Linked DNA regions of Mus musculus: region 1 is linked to region 2. The links are chromatin contacts, called in public Hi-C maps. All regions are on one chromosome and are shown on one strand. Each heading gives the region's core, a stretch centred on a gene start, on an enhancer-like site or on the middle of the called end of the contact. The rest is flanking DNA. Distances are from core to core; before and after follow the strand shown.

Region 1 (5,726 bases), core at 2,446-4,945, 130 kb after region 2:
GAGAGAGAGAGAGAGAATATGAATATAAAATTCTGACCTGCCCTGTGTCTTCTGCTCCCCACTGTCCTTCCCAGCCCTGCATCTAAAAGAAGTCTCTTGCTGTGGGGAGCTGCTTAAGGACTTCCCAGAATGCACTTCATTTGCATCCTCTGGCTGTACACTTTATAGTCAGCTGTGTCAGGGTTGGGCTTCACAGCCTCGCCTCATCAGGTTGTCTAAATCCCTTGATATTTCTGATTTCTGTCTTTATCTTATAAATCTTTAAAAAAACTATATGTATGACTGTTTTCCTGTATGTATGTATGTAGTATGTATGTGCACCATATGCCTACCTGGTGACTGTGGAGGTCAGGAAAGTACATCAGATCCTCTGGAACTGGAGTTACAGATGGTTGTGAGCCATCATGTGTGTTCTGAGACTTAAACCCAGGTCCTCTGGAAGAGCAGCCAGTGTTCTTCACCATTTATCAATCTCTCCAGTTCCTACCCACTTTCTTTGTAAACCATAACTCTAATGTTTGTTCTGATTCAAGATAGTCTCACACACCTTCCATTGTTTTACTTGGCTTCCATATTGTATAGAAGATTTAAATTGACCTGTGAAACCACAGAGCTTGAAGAGCATTCTTGACTTAAGTGCAGTTGCCAGAGATCTTTCTAGAATCTCTCTATGTGGGAACCATTTGTTTGCAATCTCATGAGGCAACAAAATGTTCACCTACTAGGGTAACAAGTACCCCCATGTTCAAATAACTCACAACTTGGTTGAATGTATTAATATGAACTTGGGAGGGCCATGCAGTCAAGTGAATGTAAGGGTGTGTGCACAGGGATTAAAGGACCACAAAACTCAATGGAAATAGTTTGGGAAGGGCTTGAAGAAAAGGCATGTAGATAAGCATTGCTATGTAGTGAGGATGCTACTGTATCCTCAGGAATGTACACTGTCAGCTTGCATCAGAGTGCAAAGTGTCCTGCCTTTTGGGGATTGTAGGCTGGAGAACAGTGAAGGATAGCACAATGTCAAGTGCTTTTAAAAGTTAAAGTCTATCATTTATAGTTTAGATGAAAAACATATCCAACTATAGAAGTACCTCTTCTCACTATGGGGGACTGTGGTGTTTCTTATTAACACACTCCTCTTGGTGTGACCAGGTATGTGCACAAACTGTCTGATTCCTGTCCAGTTTCCTGCACTTCAGTGTTGCTTGCTGTACACAGCAGTATAGAGAAAAGGTCCGTTCAAGGGGTGTGAAGGGGCCAGAGGACGTGGAAAGCAGTTGGTGAGTTAAAGCTTGGTCTGTAGGAACAAGACTGGGTGATGTGGAACTAGTTAAATGGGTTATGTTAGAAGACATGGTGAACCGTCCTAGAGTGTAAGTACAGAGAGCGCTTCACTGTCACAGGTCCTGTATATCTGAATTTAACCAACCACAGATCATATTGCTTGAAAAAAATAAAAGCAATTACATGCACAGCTTTCCACCCTTTACTTCCCAGCCAGTGATGTCTATCACATTATTAGTGCCAAGAATCTGGACATGACTTAGAAGGTATATTGAAGAGTGGGAATGGGCTATCCACAATTATGTTCCATTTTTATATGAGGAACCTAACTCTTGGTTGGAGTCCTCTAGAGTGATCTATAGAGAAAGCAGCTAGCCAGCAGGGTGTCCACAGAGATTTTAGGCCATCACTCATAATGTAATGAGATGACACGGTGACTATGGGCCCTCACTATAACTTGAAATGTCCACCAGAAGGTTGTATGGCTGAATGCTCCATCCACAGACACTGTATGGGAAGGTGTGCAGGGTTTGAGACACGGGGACCAACTGCTAGAAGTAAGTCACTACGAGTGAGCCTTAGAAGATTAAGCCTGTTTGCTTGTAGCCTGCATGCCTTGCTTCCTGCTCTAACTACCTTAGGATGAAGTCGGCCACACACCTTTGCCAACATAGATGGAACCGCCCTTGCTGAAATCACCCACTGGAACCATGAGCCAAAATAACTCTCAAATGTTGTTTCTGTCAGACATTTTGTTGTGGCAGAGGAGAAGGTAACCAATAAATATCTCAAGGGCTGTTTGTGCCTGAAGTAGGCACACAGACATACTCCGTAGCTTAAAGGACTTGAGACTTCTGGCAGACATTAGTATCCATCCATCATGGAATCGCCCCCTCACGTGGACAGATCTGCTCAAGTGCAAGGGTCACAGGAGAATCAACAAGAGGTTTAAGTAGCTTTTATTCTTTCTTAGAAAAACTGAAGAAATTATCTTGGACTCATCACTTCTTTGAAGATAAAGATGCCCATATCCTAATGGATTTTACGGTGGTGGTGGTGGTGGTGGTGGTGGTGTGAATGACAACCTTGTGAAGGAATAGGGACAGAGAGCAAAGTGCCACAGACTCCTGCGACCTCTTGAAGAGTCCTGATCTGCCTGCTGCATGTGGCCTTAGATCTAAAATGGCTCCCAGCACACCGGTTGGCCAGAAAAAAGGAACCAAGGGCAGGGTGCAGACCACTTCTCAGTCTTAGCAGGAAGTCCTCACAGGTGATGATACCACCACCCCAACTCCACCTGAGTTACCTCATCAGGCATGGCCTTCACTGGAGCATGGGGAAGGTGTGGTGAGTTACAATTGGCCAAGGATTGAGGGATTCGAGATTGGCTCAAACATTGTATATAAGCATATGCACTGGCCAGATTCTGGTCTCCAGGCGGATTTCCCCAGGATTCATCATCTGACTGTGTCCCCTCACCCCTAATCCTCGCTCCTGTTCCCTCATGTTATCATCTCTGAAAATAGAACACAGAAAATTTCAGTATCGCTTTGAACTTAGACGCAAAAATCCACAACAAAATTAATTCAAACATATCCACCAATGTGTTCTTAAAAATCTATACTGTGACCAGGCAGGTTTTATTCTCTCTATACAAGAATGATTCAACATTTAAAAAAAATTAATTTATATAATACATAACAACAGGCCGAGCAGAAGAAAATCTGTGGTCCTAGCAATTGACACTTAGAGCATACTTGAAAATCATGCTAATGGTGATTAAAAAACCAAAACAAAACCTTTCAGACCATTGGATAGAGGGTTATTTTCTAAACTTGTTATAAAGTAACTTAAAATCCCTACAGTTGATAGTAAATTGAATAATGAGATTATAGATTAAAGACTTTATTTCTGGATTATTAAATAATCTTTATTTATTTGCTTGTTTGTTTTGGTATGGTCATCGCTCCTTCTATTCTGTATGAAGTATGAAGACTCCTAAAAATGGTGGTCACAGTGTGTTTCTTCCTGAGAGAACTACTATACACGAACACTAATACTTAATGGGCTTCTTGCAATGTGCCAAACTCTATGTTAGGTTTTCCATTCATATTTAATCATCAGAACAATCTCTGAGTTCCATACATTTTTGCCAAGTTTACACAGCTACTCAGCAGCAAAATCACACTCCGAGCTTGCATCGACACGGCACTTTGCACTCGTGGATCATCAGCCAGCTTTTCCCAGTGATACCCCCAGGAAGTTGCCTGTCCTGAGAATACAGAAAGCTCTTCCCTCCCTCCTTGTCACTCTCGTCCACAGATTTCTCCCTTACTTACTTCCTTGCCTTCGCCTACTCTGCGATACTGCCTGCCGCACACCGGAACCCATGAATACAGAGCGGGAAGTGAGAGGCTGTGATCGCTTGTGAGGTATCTTAGCTTCGTGCTTTTTATACGGAGCTGTAGCATTCAAATGAAACACTCCTCTGGACTGTTTTCCATACCATAAAGCACCCGGCAGAGGTGCAAGGACTCCACCCAACAAGTAACAGCCTCTTCATTACAAAACATCATAAGCACCCAAAATATCCTCCAAGGAGCAAACTGTAAGCCGGAAGAACCTTCTAGGGTATATAGAGGCTTCGTAGTAAATGAAAAGCTGAAGTAGCAGAGCCGATTTTAGGTCCATCTCCACTTGTTAAAGACATCTTAAAATAGAAGACATAACAAAAAAAAAAATCTGCCTCTAAAAGCTTTCTTTTGAGAAAATATGGGCAGAAAAAAAAGCTTGGGCAGAAAAAAAAAAAAAAAAGCCTTTATAAAATGAAGATCCAGCTTGCCTATCCAAATAATCACTATCTTCCTGTCTGGAGGTCCCAGGCACAAGGTAATTGCCTCTCAGTGCTACTTTGTTACCCGTGATCTGAATAAAGCACTCTCACAAGCCCCTTGGGAGCAGTCCCACCGGAGTCCTTCAGGGAGCCTCGCTCGGAACTGTAATTTGTTCCAGACACTCTGAGCAAATTACATTCTTCCTTGAGCTCTAAACTTGATAATTAGATGAGTTCATTTAAAGTTAAAAATACAGTGAAGTAGAACATTGTCCTTGTGCCAGGTGTCAACCTGGGGTGGGGACAGAATGGAGGGAGACCTCAAAGACCAAACTCAAGGTTTTGGTGCAAGCTTTGCTCTTGTGTTGGATGGGGTGTAGGTGTCAAGCTCATGTCAGTCTTGCATCTTTACCCACTGAGATGTCTCTCAGGACCAGCAACAAATACTCCTCAGTGTTCTGCTTGCTGGTAAGTCCACAACCCATCCAGATTCTAGCAGATTACATTCTGGAAGGTTCTGCGGTTTGCTGTGAGTGTCCTTCTGTGGCAGAAAGCCGAGGGGTTGAAGGGTTGAAATGTTGGTCTAATCCTCATGACTCGGCCTTGCAAGGGGTGCCATCATAGTCCTACACTACTATACCCCGCTGTGTAGCCTATTTTACCAAGGTAATAACTTCAGGTACCAGATTTCCGCCCTTTTCATTTATCCATCAAAGACATGGTTTTGCTTTGTTTAACACTACTACACTCCAGAAAATGTGGAAGAGGCACTAACATTCAAACGATAATCATAGTGGTTGTCCAAAGTAGGCCATTCATATCCCTGCTATGGTTCTCTGCAGTCTACACTGCCCACCTCCTAACGTGCAAGCATCCCCCCATCTGAATGACTAGTGAGGGAACGGGCTGCCAGCTAAGCCCATACTCTGTATTCTCAAACACAGTGGCACCATCCTTCACAGATAAGTGCTGGGCAAAGATGCAGCTGCCTTTGTTATTTGTGTCATGTAACCCCTATCGGTACTTTATGTGTGTATGAAAGGAAAAAAAAAATCTGACCTTAAAGAGCAGACAGTGTTAGAAAAGAAGTGTCTGTGCTTCTGTCTAGTGTACGTGTTTTTTAAACTTCAGAACATTAAATGAATATTTTATTTTTAACTTTCTGTTCTTACTTTGATTTAACGAAGACACTTCCAGTTTTCATTTAGTTTGAAACGAGCATTTGTTTTCATTGTTTCTGATCTGCCTGCTGGCTCAGTCCTTGTTTCACTGTCTTGGATAAACCAAACAAGCCACTGGAATGTGGGATGGTTAGCTAACAGCTGAGCCTGGCCTGCATGTCTGTCTTAGTAAGGATTTTACTGTTGTGAATAGACACCATGACCAAGGTAACTCTTATAAAGGACATTTTAATTGGGGCTGGCTTACATATTCAGAGGTTCTGTTCAAGGTGGGAGCAAGGCAGCATCCAGGCAAGCATGATGCAAAGGGAGCTGAAAGTTCTACATCTCAATCTGAAGGCTGCTAGGAGAAGACGGGCTTCCAGGTAGCTAGGATGAGAGTCTTAAAGGTCACGCTCACTGTGACACATTCAACAAGTCCACAC
Region 2 (6,325 bases), core at 2,051-4,550:
AGGGTCTCAATATTTGATTTAAAATATGTGTGCAGAAGGAAAAGGAGAACATTAATACACATGTGCTCAGTTTGTAGTAATATACATGGGCAATTACACAGGCAGCAGATTGTTGGTGGAGGAGACAGAATGAACCTTGAAGCTGTGAAAGTCATGAAATAACATTGGAAAGCCATGGTCTGAAGATGGAGGGTTGGTAGCACAGTTCTAGATAGATAGATAGGTAGATAGATAGATAGATAGATAGATAGATAGATAGATAGATAGATAGATAGAACGAACTTGTGGCCAGCTGACAGTTACTCCTTTTCAAGCATAAAAATATTTAACATTTTTGTTGTCTTTCATACTTTGAAAAATTATTTTATACTCTATCTAATGTTACTTTTACAAATATTTTAATCAATTTTTCGGCACACCTGTCAATTAGAGAACAAAAATATACATGTTGATAGTTGGTTATTTTCATATATCATGGACTTCATAGATTTCAAAAAATGAATACATTCAAAATTATTTATGCTTTAAATGTGTAAACACAAATGATGTTTGGTTTCAACACAAGTGAAAGTTAAAATTTATGAAAATGATATTAGAGAAAAGTGTGATTACATGTTAAATGTACAATTATACTATCTGTATTATAAAATAAGGATATATTTGAATTTTTAAACAATGATTAATTAACATAAGAGGTTGATGTTTTTTCTCTGGATCACAAAATATTTTGTAACATGGGAAGACTTTCACTTTTAGAAAGATGTTATAATATTTTCCAACCAGTCTTAACACCCTGAAACAACTGTCAGGACAGTGTGGTTTTCTAGAGTAGTTTCCTTGGGTTTTGTAGACATGAAGCCTCTTGAGATCTTGCTGAAATGTCATTCTGAACCAGCAAGCCATGCGCAAGTCCTGAGAGTCCAGCCAGTCACCATGGGAGGCTTGTGCAGCTAGACCGAGGGGTAGTCTCAGTAGCCGGGACCCATGACATGGGGATCAGTTGGTTTTCTCATCACTGTGACAAAATACCCAACTCCTTCATGGCCGAGTAGAGCAAGAGGCCTCAGACACACAGCTGGTTTCCTGTTTCATCTGTTGTTCTGTCAGGCCCCCTTAGCTGATGCTCTCTGGAGACACCTCCACACCACAACTGGAGATAGCGCTCACAGGAGAATTAGTTCATTCAAGTTGTCAGTGGATCAGCTGTTCTGTCATACTGTGCAAAGCAACCTGGTGCTGGGATGATTTGAATTCTGTTGGTGGCCTGTAAATGACACAGCCATTGAGATTATCATTTAGTTGGGATGCACTGGAAATAAAATGAAAACATTATTAGTAATTGTGCATATACAAGACCCAAGTCAGAATGTTCTTCTCAAACTTAGAGTATCCAGACTCTTCTACTTTGAATTATAAAATGTTGTAAGCACTCTTCAATTAGCGTCAACCAACACATGGAACCAGAAATCCTATAGATAGCTTACCAGCCACTGTGTCTGAAAGAACCAACTTGGAACACAGAACAGCATTTTTAGGAGAGAGCATCAAAATAGGAGAGACTTTTACTTTGTAAAATGCATAGTAGAGAAAAGTTACACCCACCAAAATGAGTGTAAATTTCCCATATGCCACTAACTAGGCAGTATTGCACTTTTTAAAAATTAAAGTGAATTTACTTGTTCAAATGAAAAGGACAAAGAAAGTCTTGATTAAATCTATTGGCCTTTTTTATCTGAGATTTAAAAATTACTTGTAATCTCCCATAGCAAATAATTATCTATGATTAAACAGTCTTGATATCTTCAGATTCCATCATGAATGTATGTGGTTATGTAACTAATTCCTAGTACATTTTGAAAATCACTCCTTTCAAAGGTTTTTACTTATAGATCTTTTGTTGAAAATCATATTTTCATATAATATGTTTGATTATATCACTTCCTTTCTCCCAACTCCTCCTAGATCTTCCTCACCTCCCTACCTACCCAACTTCATGTCCTCTCTCTCTCTCTCTCTCTCTCTCTCTCTCTCTCTCTCACACACACACACACACACACACACACACACACAAATAAAAAATAAAAAACAAAAAGCCCAATAAGATAAAGAGTGCCAAAAATTAAAATAAGTAAAATAAAATAAATATCCAGTGGCCTATAACAGTGATTTACCTGAAAGCTCTAATGGTACAATATTAGCAAAAATGTTCTGGGAGTAACCAACCACTTACTCATTTTTATTTATTGATCTATTTATTTATTTCCCCTTCAGGCCACTCCGTGAGATGGAGCCTATATTGAAACTGCCAGTGCGGCTGTTCTTCTTCATATGCGTTATATCCATAACTTGATTAGTTTCCTCACGGGTAGTTTGTCCAAAACGTAAGTATTTAAGACACACTGACCCAGCGCCCTGGGGCAAAATCATGAACAGCTAGAAAATAAACTACATTTTAAGAGATGGAAAAAGGTTAAAGAAACATACAGATGATTGAAATTATCTGCATAAAAAAAAACAAGGCATGATTTTACATATACAGGAAATTCATGTGAGGAATATATTTCAAAAACAGATTTTTAACCAACAGAAGCTAATATGTGCAAACATAATTAAAATGAAAATATGAAGAAGTTTGGTGTTAAATCACAAGACTCCTCCCACTACGTCTGAAAATGTCCTGAATGTAGGATTAGAAGGGTTTGGTCCTTCCAGTGTGGACGGGTACATTTAGCCGTCATTTCTAGTTCTCACACAAACATTCTAAGCAGTGGGGATTAATATTATGGTCTTGATCATAAAAAAAAAATTTTTTTTAAAAATCCTATTCAATACTGAAAGAGCCTTAAATGTGAGGTCTGATATTTTCTCATAATGACATATGGTTTTAAGAAAAATAGCACAAACTGACATTCTAGAAAAATAAAACGAGTGATTCACTTAATATTACCTCCAGGACATTATGTATTTCATGTGGCAAGTTAGTCACAGACTTGGACCTTCCTGCAAGAGTCTCTACTAATGTTCCCAAGATGTTTTTGTTTTTCTGATTTAAAAAAAGAAAAAAAAATCTAACGCACCATTGAAATTGTATCCACTTAGGAAGAACTCAGAATTATACTGCAAATCCTACCCAAAACCCTCACGCCTCACAGAACTGACAGTTGCTGAGCTGCCCCCAGCTAGAGCTGGAAACAAGCTCCCCAGTGCTGCCCACGGTGTCTGCCTTCAGCCTGTGTGATGGTCTCCAGGAACTGGGTACAGCCCCTGTAAACACATCCAGCCACATTTGGATGCGTCTCTATTTCTCAGAATGCTTTCCACTTGATTTAACACACGTCTCTCAAGCATTTGCACCTGGCCCTGGCGATGGTGGGGGATGTGCACAGAAGCCAGACACGCCCTCCCTGCTCCAGCTCACATTCAGAATAACAGACAAGAAGGTAAACATCGCAGCAACTTGAAACGTGCAAAGGTAATGCAGAAATGGAACTCCGGAGGAAGAGATGGGGAAGGAGAAGGGGCTCTGGTCCCCCTTCGTTCAGCTAGCATCTCCTTCCCCAACTGGACTGGCTTTGGATCTAGCTCTAGTTCTTAGCAGAGGAAATGACAGCTGTTGCCTTGCTGTTTTCTGGCCAAACTGAGCCTGCCAATGCCTCCACCTCCTGTTTCTCAGATAAAACTTGAATCTCCTTCATCCCCTTCTACAAACACTCTGTTCTGCTACCTCACTTAAAGCTAATTATCAAAAGGAAGGACATTCAGTTCCTCGATTAGAAGTGCATGTATATGATTACAATTGTCAACATCATAATTTTATAAGTGCAGTTGAAGATATTACTAATTTTTATGATGTTGCTGTTATAACAGTAAACTCAGCCATTTTCTCCTTAATTCTTAGTAAAACAGGGCTGATAAGTGTAGAAGAATCTTGCTTGATTGATTATTTAAAAAAAATGATTAAGCTCTATTGTTTCAATCTGTTCAAAGAGTTTGCACTTAAGCCCTGGTACCAAGCCCATCAGCTCCCTTAGGCTAGCAATGCTGATAATGGAAGTCAAGAACAGGGCCTAGGAATTCCATAAGGCATAGACAGAAGTCTTAGGAGAGTTCTTACCAATGATTTACTGTGGGAAGAACCTGCCCCAATGGGCAGGATGCTTGTGCAGAGATTGTCCAGGCCTTAGAGACTGGAATGCCATCAAAGATACATTGACTTCTGCACATTCCACATTCATAATGGATCCCATTTTATACATGGCATTTGCTTGCTTGCTTTTTAAAAAAATATATATCATATTTGAAAATGTCTTACTGATAAATAAAAGAATGTATTTTATCACAAACATTTTAAAAGTATATTTCCATCTTGGTAATTTAAATTATTGTCCATTATTATTTTTCTGTGTAAGGTACCATGGCACATGCCAGAGAACAGCTTTGTGGAATCTGTTCCCTCCTTCCACCAGAGGTGAACCACACTGCTAGACTTCTTCATCAATTGCCTTTATGAACCATGTCATCTTGCTGGCCTCGGTCCTAGCTAACTTTAACCAATGCACCACCTCTGATGAGAGCATAAGTCAGTCAACTTTACAGTGCTTGACACAGACACCTGACAATTAGCAGTAAGGGAAAATATGTAATTCTGATCATAGTTTTGGAGGTTCTGGCCATAATCAGTTGGTTCCCATGCTTTGGGGCACATCTAGATGCAATATATCATGGTAGGAAGTGGAGTAGGGCAAAGGCCATGAGCCTTACGAACATGAAGCAAAAAATTAGGGAGGGAAACATCTGGGGTCCCACTGTCTCCTTCAAGGACATGCCCTCCCCTCCCCCCGTGGCCTAATGACCTTTCTGCTCACCCCTAACTTTCAAAACTCTACCACTTCCTAATAGTCTAACCTTGGAGCTGGGCTCTGTAACATGTGGGCTTTTGGGTAGGTAGCAGCAGAGAACAAAAATCAAATGTCTTTAAATTGTTCACGTTTTAGGCAAGCATCTATCTTGATTCTGCCATGTGCAGCGTGAATGGTTCTTATTAGCTCCTCCTGTGGTCCATATCTTCACCTCTAGAATCTTTTGGTTCATGCATTAGAAACTTATCCTCCAGGTAGTACATTTTCCTCATGCTTCTGAGGACTTATTTCCTTGTGGTTGCTCTTCCTGTGGGTATTTTATTTAACAATGTTGGCTGCTGGGGATGTGGAAATCACCTTCTCCGTTGCTCTGGATATTTCTCATTTAGTCTTTCTAATGAGCCTGTGAGTTGAATCCCATATTAGACCATCTCACAACAGAAGAAGCAGAGACCATTGCTTTTAAAAATGAATGGCTACTCAACCCCCTCCCCCACCCCAGGCACAGAGAAAAAAAAGAAGCAGACTAGTAAAATCAAAGGCAGGCAAGAATGCACAGTAGCTGGGTCTTTCATATACTATGAGTGCAAATAAGACTACTTCTCTTAAAGATCTTTGAAAAAAGATAAGCTATAGTGTACTGATACTAGAGTATTTATCAGCCCTGAAAATAACTGTGTGAGTAATAAATGCAAAAATCCATGAATTTCATTGACTAGAATAAAAGAAGCCTTCAGCAGAAGTATATATATATATACACACACACATATATACAGAGTATACAGAGAGAAAGAGAGAGAGAGAAAGGGAGAGAGATGGATGCATTTCTAATGATTACAGGGCTCGCATTAAATCTCACATGTATTCCATTTTTCATTTATTGAAAACAATTACTTTTTTGGATCCTAAGTACAAGTCTCCTGTTCTCCAGTTGACTACATTGCTCAACTTAGTTCTACATTAATCTCTTTCTGGACCCTGGTATTGCTCTAGCTGAGAAGTGCTCAGCCCTGAAGAGGCAGAACTATGTATCCTCTTCCCTGTGCTGGGATTTCAGCAGTATCTTTGTTCCCATGGTTTCTGTGAGACATGTCCTCTTTGTGAAGAGGATAAAGCCAACACAACTGAGCATTTCCCTTGACTTGGTACCATCACTTCCAGGGAAGGCGGTGTCCATTTATGGTGCCTCTTACTTTGAACCTAGCAAAACTGTTAACTATTTTTTATTGTTTTTAGTTCCTTTTTGAAGACAAATTCTGTCTGTCTGTCTGTCTGTCTGTCTCTCTCTCTCTCTCTCTCTGTGTATGTGTGTGTCTGACTATGTGTGTCTGTCTGCCTCTCTCTCTCCCTCTCTCTGTGTCTGACTGTGTGTCTGCCTCTCTCTCTCTCTCTGTATGTGTGTGTCTGACTATGTGTGTCTGTCTGCCTGTCTCTCTGTCTTTCTCTGTCTGTCTTTGTCTCTCTCT

What was found. Hi-C and Micro-C count contacts between places; a contact is called where the count stands out from the background.
Region 1: a contact with region 2 is called in a Hi-C map of cerebral cortex, with 2.2 times the contacts expected there. The contact joins two enhancer-like sites. A contact is called at or near these places in 3 of 39 promoter capture datasets (the C10 cell line, hippocampal neurons and pre-B cells), 1 of 15 datasets of contacts at CTCF or cohesin (large pre-B cells), 2 of 484 Hi-C or Micro-C datasets (B cells and cerebral cortex) and 1 of 9 other capture datasets (embryonic stem cells).

The regions. Positions count from the first base shown.
Region 1 is chr3:53,846,435-53,852,160 of GRCm38.p6, reverse strand. No RefSeq gene overlaps it. Among named protein-coding and RNA genes, the nearest start is that of Gm24851, 5.9 kb to the right of the region's middle. Within about 2 kb of position 3,695, at least 8 of the 459 cell types and tissues checked have an H3K27ac peak or open chromatin away from gene starts, as enhancers often do. A contact at or near this core is called in cerebral cortex, where this site is marked.
Region 2 is chr3:53,972,331-53,978,655 of GRCm38.p6, reverse strand. No RefSeq gene overlaps it. Among named protein-coding and RNA genes, the nearest start is that of Gm31026, 51 kb to the right of the region's middle. Within about 2 kb of position 3,300, at least 36 of the 459 cell types and tissues checked have an H3K27ac peak or open chromatin away from gene starts, as enhancers often do. A contact at or near this core is called in cerebral cortex, where this site is marked.